Regions from separate parts of the Ovis aries genome. Here region 1 is linked to region 2. Evidence: chromatin contacts called from public Hi-C data. All regions are on one chromosome and are shown on one strand. Each heading gives the region's core, a stretch centred on a gene start, on an enhancer-like site or on the middle of the called end of the contact. The rest is flanking DNA. Distances are from core to core; before and after follow the strand shown. Region 1 holds the start of ZBTB20 (zinc finger and BTB domain containing 20). Region 2 overlaps ZBTB20 (zinc finger and BTB domain containing 20).

Evidence for each region. Hi-C and Micro-C count contacts between places; a contact is called where the count stands out from the background.
Region 1: a Hi-C map of muscle shows a contact between it and region 2, with 2.3 times the contacts expected there. The contact joins the promoter of ZBTB20 here to the enhancer-like site in region 2. A contact is called at or near these places in 5 of 16 Hi-C or Micro-C datasets (blood, hypothalamus, liver and 2 more).

Annotation. Positions count from the first base shown.
Region 1 is chr1:180,757,134-180,759,833 of ARS-UI_Ramb_v3.0, forward strand. ZBTB20 (zinc finger and BTB domain containing 20) reads right to left here and starts at 1,423. Exons shown (of 13, transcript XM_060418143.1): 1 at 1,395-1,423. LOC132660065 (a long non-coding RNA gene) reads left to right here and starts at 1,970. Exons shown (of 2, transcript XR_009601257.1): 1 at 1,970-2,121.
Region 2 is chr1:179,963,336-179,966,035 of ARS-UI_Ramb_v3.0, forward strand. All of the region lies in intron 9 of ZBTB20 (zinc finger and BTB domain containing 20), which reads right to left. Among named protein-coding and RNA genes, the nearest start is that of TIGIT, 95 kb to the left of the region's middle. Within about 2 kb of position 1,301, at least 31 of the 54 cell types and tissues checked have an H3K27ac peak or open chromatin away from gene starts, as enhancers often do. A contact at or near this core is called in liver, muscle and tail adipose tissue, where this site is marked.

The sequences.
Region 1 (2,700 bases), core at 173-2,672, 790 kb after region 2:
TTTTTTACAAAACAGTCATTATAATTAATGTTTTAAAACTTTCAATACCAACAATAGTAACTTTAGAAAAGAGTTTGCTTGAAAACATTGTTCTCTGTTCATTTTCTTGGCTGAAATATACACATGACCACAGGATAAGAAAACTCCACTTGAGCAACATTTCGGTTTTTCTAATGCTAAGAAGCAGCTGAGACAATTTTCACACGTCTAGAACATTAACAAATTCAACTTATCTTGGGCCAATGCTGATTTCGAACACAGTACTTAACCCACCGGCTGCTTCCAAATTACTTCCTGCTTCATTCAGATTTTTACTGGAGAACTGTCATCCTGCTACTGACCCCATTCAACTAGGCTGCCTTAAGAGATCAGCGGATTACCGCGCTAGGTAGGATAGCTGTACGCCATATTGTGTTTTCCGCTAATGTTTATAGTTTGTGTGCATAGCATATGTTTGTGCAAGTGTGTTTATCAATAGAACTTTTAGAAAATCCCTGCCTCCTGCCTCTTCAGCATCCTTAAAAAGGATAACAGCTTCAAGAGGGGCGGGGCGTGGGGCGGGTGGTGGGAAAAGACCAGAAAGCCACACGGATAGTAATGCATTAAACAGTGTAAAACAGTGCATTTCTTTAAAACTTTCAAAAAGCTTCCAACCATTTCTCTCGGCTATGGAAAACCGTGTTTTTTTTTTCTTTCTTTTTAATGTTTCCACGGGGACCCACAGGAGGAGAGAAAGAAGGAAAGGAGTGTCTTCCCTTCCCAAACCCCCTCCTCTAGAGTCGTAGCAGCGAAGCAGGCGGCGGCCGGTAGCTCGGGCGTCTGGAGGGGCGTCCAGCGGCTCTGGGGCCAGGACCCCTCCCGCCCCCCAGTTCTCAGAAGACGCTCCAGAGACCGCCAGAGCCACGGCAAGCGGGGGAGGGCGAGAAGGGAGGGGGCGGAAGACAAGCGGGCGCCTCTAGTAGCTCCTGAGCCCAGGCTAGTCCCCCTCAGCTCCTCTTCTTGGAAGCGGCAACTCCAGGCGCGGGGAATAGAGAGAAGAAGGCAGAAGACTCGTTTCCAGCTGCGGGACGCCCCGCCCGCTCCTAGGAGCCGGGACCCTCCCGCGCTCCCTCCCTCCGCGCGGGGTCGGGCGAGGCCGCCGCCGCAGCCCGGCGCGAGGAGGGGCGCCAAGAGAAGGGGGAGCGAGGCGGGGCGCCCGGGGGAAGGGGCGCGCGCTCTGCGGACCAACGGCCCGCGGGCTCGCCACTCTAACTCGCTCCCCCAACCCCACCCCGCGCCCCTCCTTTCCCGTCCCGCCGCCCCCAACTCCAAGCGCCTCACAGACGCCCCGTCCCCCACGGCTCGCACACACCCCTCCCGCCCGCCTCACAACAAATTAGAGTTTTTGGCGTTACCTCCTCGCGCTCTTTAATCTTCTTTCCTCAACTCCTAAACTTCCCCCCGCCCCTACTTCTTCGGCAGAAGGCCCACATTGGGCGCCTCACATCGCGAACCCTCTATCTTTTTCTACTATTGGATTGCCCTAATGCCACTCTTCGCTTCAATGAGCCAATAAGGATGGGACGCCCCTCGTGAGGTTGCCGCCCATAAACAAAATACACTCTTCCTCCTCCCCTTCACCTGTCCCCACCCCATCTGCCTCTTCCCTCATCTCTACCAGCTTCGATTGGACCAGGAGAAGCCCAATCCGCTATCCCAGACACACATTGGATTATGGAAACTTCGCTCAGAGAACAGTTAACAGATGATTGGTCGAGAGTCTTCCCACTTCCCACCCTCTGCCGCACCTTCGCCCACTCTGGAGAGGTCAGTCATATCTCGTTGTTCACTGATCCGAGAGTTAGGAGGCAATTGGTTGAGAGAGCCCGTCAGACTGGACTGGGGTGAGTCGTGATTGGTCAACACACACACAATCAAGTTTGGTTGTCTACTCCTCCCCCCTCTTTTTTTCTCCACGCCCCCGCCCCCTCCCGACTGCTTTTACTTTCTACGCATTTCTATTTCCTCCTTTATTTATTTATTTGTGATAAACTTAAATGACCCGGCGACGGAGGCGGGACTCGAGGCGAGGCTGAGGATGACGAGCGACGGCCGGGGGCCAATTGCCGAGAGGGATGCCGGGTGAGGGGCAGCGGCGGTGGCCAGTGAGAGGCAGGTGTCTGGAGCGCGCTAGGCCTATGGAGCCGGGATGCCCCGGCGGAGGCGGCGGTTACCCGCTGTCTGGCGCGGCGAGCTGGCGGGGGAGCCGCAGGAGGGGAGGAGGGGGTGTCGCTGTCGCAGACAGCTGAGGCGGCTGGAGCGAAGCTGGATCCCGAGTGATGGGAGGGAAAGCAGGAGAGAAGGTCTGGGGAGGCGCTCGAGGCCCCGCGGAGTCCAGGCTTGGTTCCTGTGGAGTGGGGTGCAGGTTGCCAAGCCGGGAGGTCACCGGAGGCCGCTGAAGCAATGCCAGTGCTCAACGGGAAAATGTGTTCGTTCAGGAGGTTTGGAAAAAAGACTATGTGAAACAGTTTGGAGTAAGCCGCCCTTAATACAAATGAGGATATTATCCTAACGGGAAAAGCAGATTATGTTTCTTATTACTAAAAACCTGAAGTACCAACGACCCAACTGGAGCCCACAAAATTCAATATCCTGAGGGCTAGGAGGAACAAATAAAGCAACACGGAAAATTAAATGCGGTTCAGACGCTTCAATAAAACC
Region 2 (2,700 bases), core at 51-2,550:
TGAATCCAAATTAAGTTTCCTACTCTTTATGCAGCAGGGAAATCTACCTTGACAGGCTGTTTTCCTTGGAATCCATGAAGTACATTTGATAAGAGCAGGACCGTTATGCCCACTAAAGCTAGGCTGGTTCTCATGGGTCATTTAAATATCGAGATGAAACACTAATGACAGACATCACTTAACATAAAAAATTTATTCCTGATGTTCATAAATAAGGTCTAGGCTAGTTTCAGATGTACTAATTTCCTTGGTTTCTTTCAGGAAATTGAAGAAGCTGTCTTTCAAATGTGAGTGTATGGCCAGCCCACCAACATTACTCTTTACTTTTAACTTTGCAGAAGTTGTATTGTTCTTTCTATTGATGGCATCGCTTCCTTCTCTAGATTTGATCCTGCCTCCCACCTTACATCTTGCATCATACCCTCCTGTCTGTCATCTCAAGGATCACCTCTGGGGACCATTCATAGCACAAAGACACTGAAACCATCTCTACGAACAGAGGATATTGAAAACTCAACCTTTTGGCTCACTCCTTCATTTGCCTAAAATCCCTTTACTTATTCTTAGACCATTGGGCTATTTCCCAAGTGCACATACCAGAGAGACATTCACTGACCCTTAGAAACAATGCATTTTCCATCTCACTCTCTCTAATAGTGGACTCCTTTTTCCAGAGCTGAGAAACTCTAAAACATAGCAACCATCTACATTTAGACATGCACAGGTGCTGTTATTTTGACCCTAGTTTTGCAGCTCATATTTTGTTGAGGAGGATAAAGGAAGTCTTGTAGTAATTAATTGAAAATACCTTCTTTGGTCGTGTAAAAGAATTACATGAACATGGCATATTCGAGGGCAGGTCTCACCAAGCCTCAGAAGCTGTGTACTAGTCCCTGGAGCCTTTAGAGGGCAGCAGCGCACCAGCTGATTACAGGCAGCGCGTCAGGCAAACTCCCCACCAGACCAGAACCTTCCTCCTGGTCACCATGCCAAAGGTTGGTTTGCCAAGCTCTCTGGCCGCTTAGCTTCCTTCTTTCTTTTCTGTCTCTCTCTCTCTCCCTCTCTCTCTCGCCTCCCACTTCCCACACACTCTCTCCCTCTCTCCCTCCCTCCTCAATGTTAAAATTATACACTCTGATGAAGTCGCCCCTCAACCGGAAAATGAAAGCTCCAATGAAAAAGTTAGACGAGCCAATGACAACAAAGAGAGAAATTGGGAGAAAGGGGAAAGGGGGCTGGTGAGGGGGAAGGATTTAAGAACAAGAAAAGGGCAGATGTTTCGTAAATATATGCAAAGCAAAACTGGGTGTACCCTGAACATTTCCACAGAGAAACAGACCAATCATTGTGCACTTCCTCCCGCCACACTGGTGGAGCTCTGCTTTCAAAAAAAAAGAAAAAAAAAAAAGTGTGGCCACAGGCACCTGCCTTTCAACGGTCAGTTCTGACATGCTGACTATCTCCCAATTATCCAAAGAGAACAAAAACATTTTCATCTCCACACAGCAAACACTTCTGTTATGAGAAAAAGGCTGCTTCGAGGAGTGGGAAGGCGATTTAAGGTGACGGGCGGTTGAGCTGGCCAGCAGGACCTACTGGTATTTAACTCTCCTTGTGCCGGCCAGGACAAGTTTGGGGCTGAAACATAGCAGTGAGTAAGGTTGTGGGTGATGTTGGCTCTTTCCTTACTAGACCATATTGTATGTGGCAAGAAATATACATGAAAACATATTGAGGAGATGGTAGGTAATAAGCCTGTTAAATGCATGGAAATTAACTAGATTGGTGGCATTTGATGTATAGATTTCACACTTCTTTGCACATACTGCACACATACAGCGATGGCAATGCTCTCTGCGACATATGGAAAATAAATATTTTATCTCTGTGAGCTCTTATCAGTCTCCGGGGGCTGCTGAGGGAGAGTGTTCTCTTCACCAATTTTCTCTCTTCACTGGGCTCCCACCCTCTCCTGCACATTAACATGCCTTCCACTCATCAGCCTGGTTGGGTGGAAAAGAATTAGAACCCCTTTTTCATAAATACTGAGTCACTGGGTCATGACAATTTTGATCCCTGCCCCACTTGTCCCCCATCTTTTTGGTGTGGTGATCGTCCCCTTATTCTGCTTCCCAATAATATATGGAAGAGGCTTAGTACAGTATTTGGGGAGGAGGGCACAGGGGATGTGGTGCCTCAGTGGGGGCTGGTGGTAGAACTGAGCTCTACCATCCAGTAGCCGTGTACCCGAGGCAGATTCCTCTGCCTCTCTGGGCCTCAGTTTCCTCATCTGTAAAATGGAAATGACAAACATTCTAGGGCTGCTATGCTATGCAATGCTAAGTCGCTTCAGTCGTGTCTGACTCTTTGTGACCCCACAGACTGCAGCCCGCCAGGCTCCTCTGTCCATGCAATTCTCCAGGCAAGAATACTGGAGTGGGTTACCATTTCCTTCCCCAGGGGATCTTCCCAACCCAGGGATTGAACCTGGGTCTCTTGTGTTTCCTGCATTGGCAGGCGGGTTCTTCACCACTAGCACCATCTGGGAAGTTGATGCAAAGATTAAATAATTCCTGTTGAGTGATGGGCACAGCGCTGGCACACAGTCAGTGCCCTGGGAGGGTAGCTCTTTCACAGCGTGTCGGTTCTGCAGTTTCCATTTCGGCTGGAAGGAGGCAATTCTTTTATTTTAGTCATCTT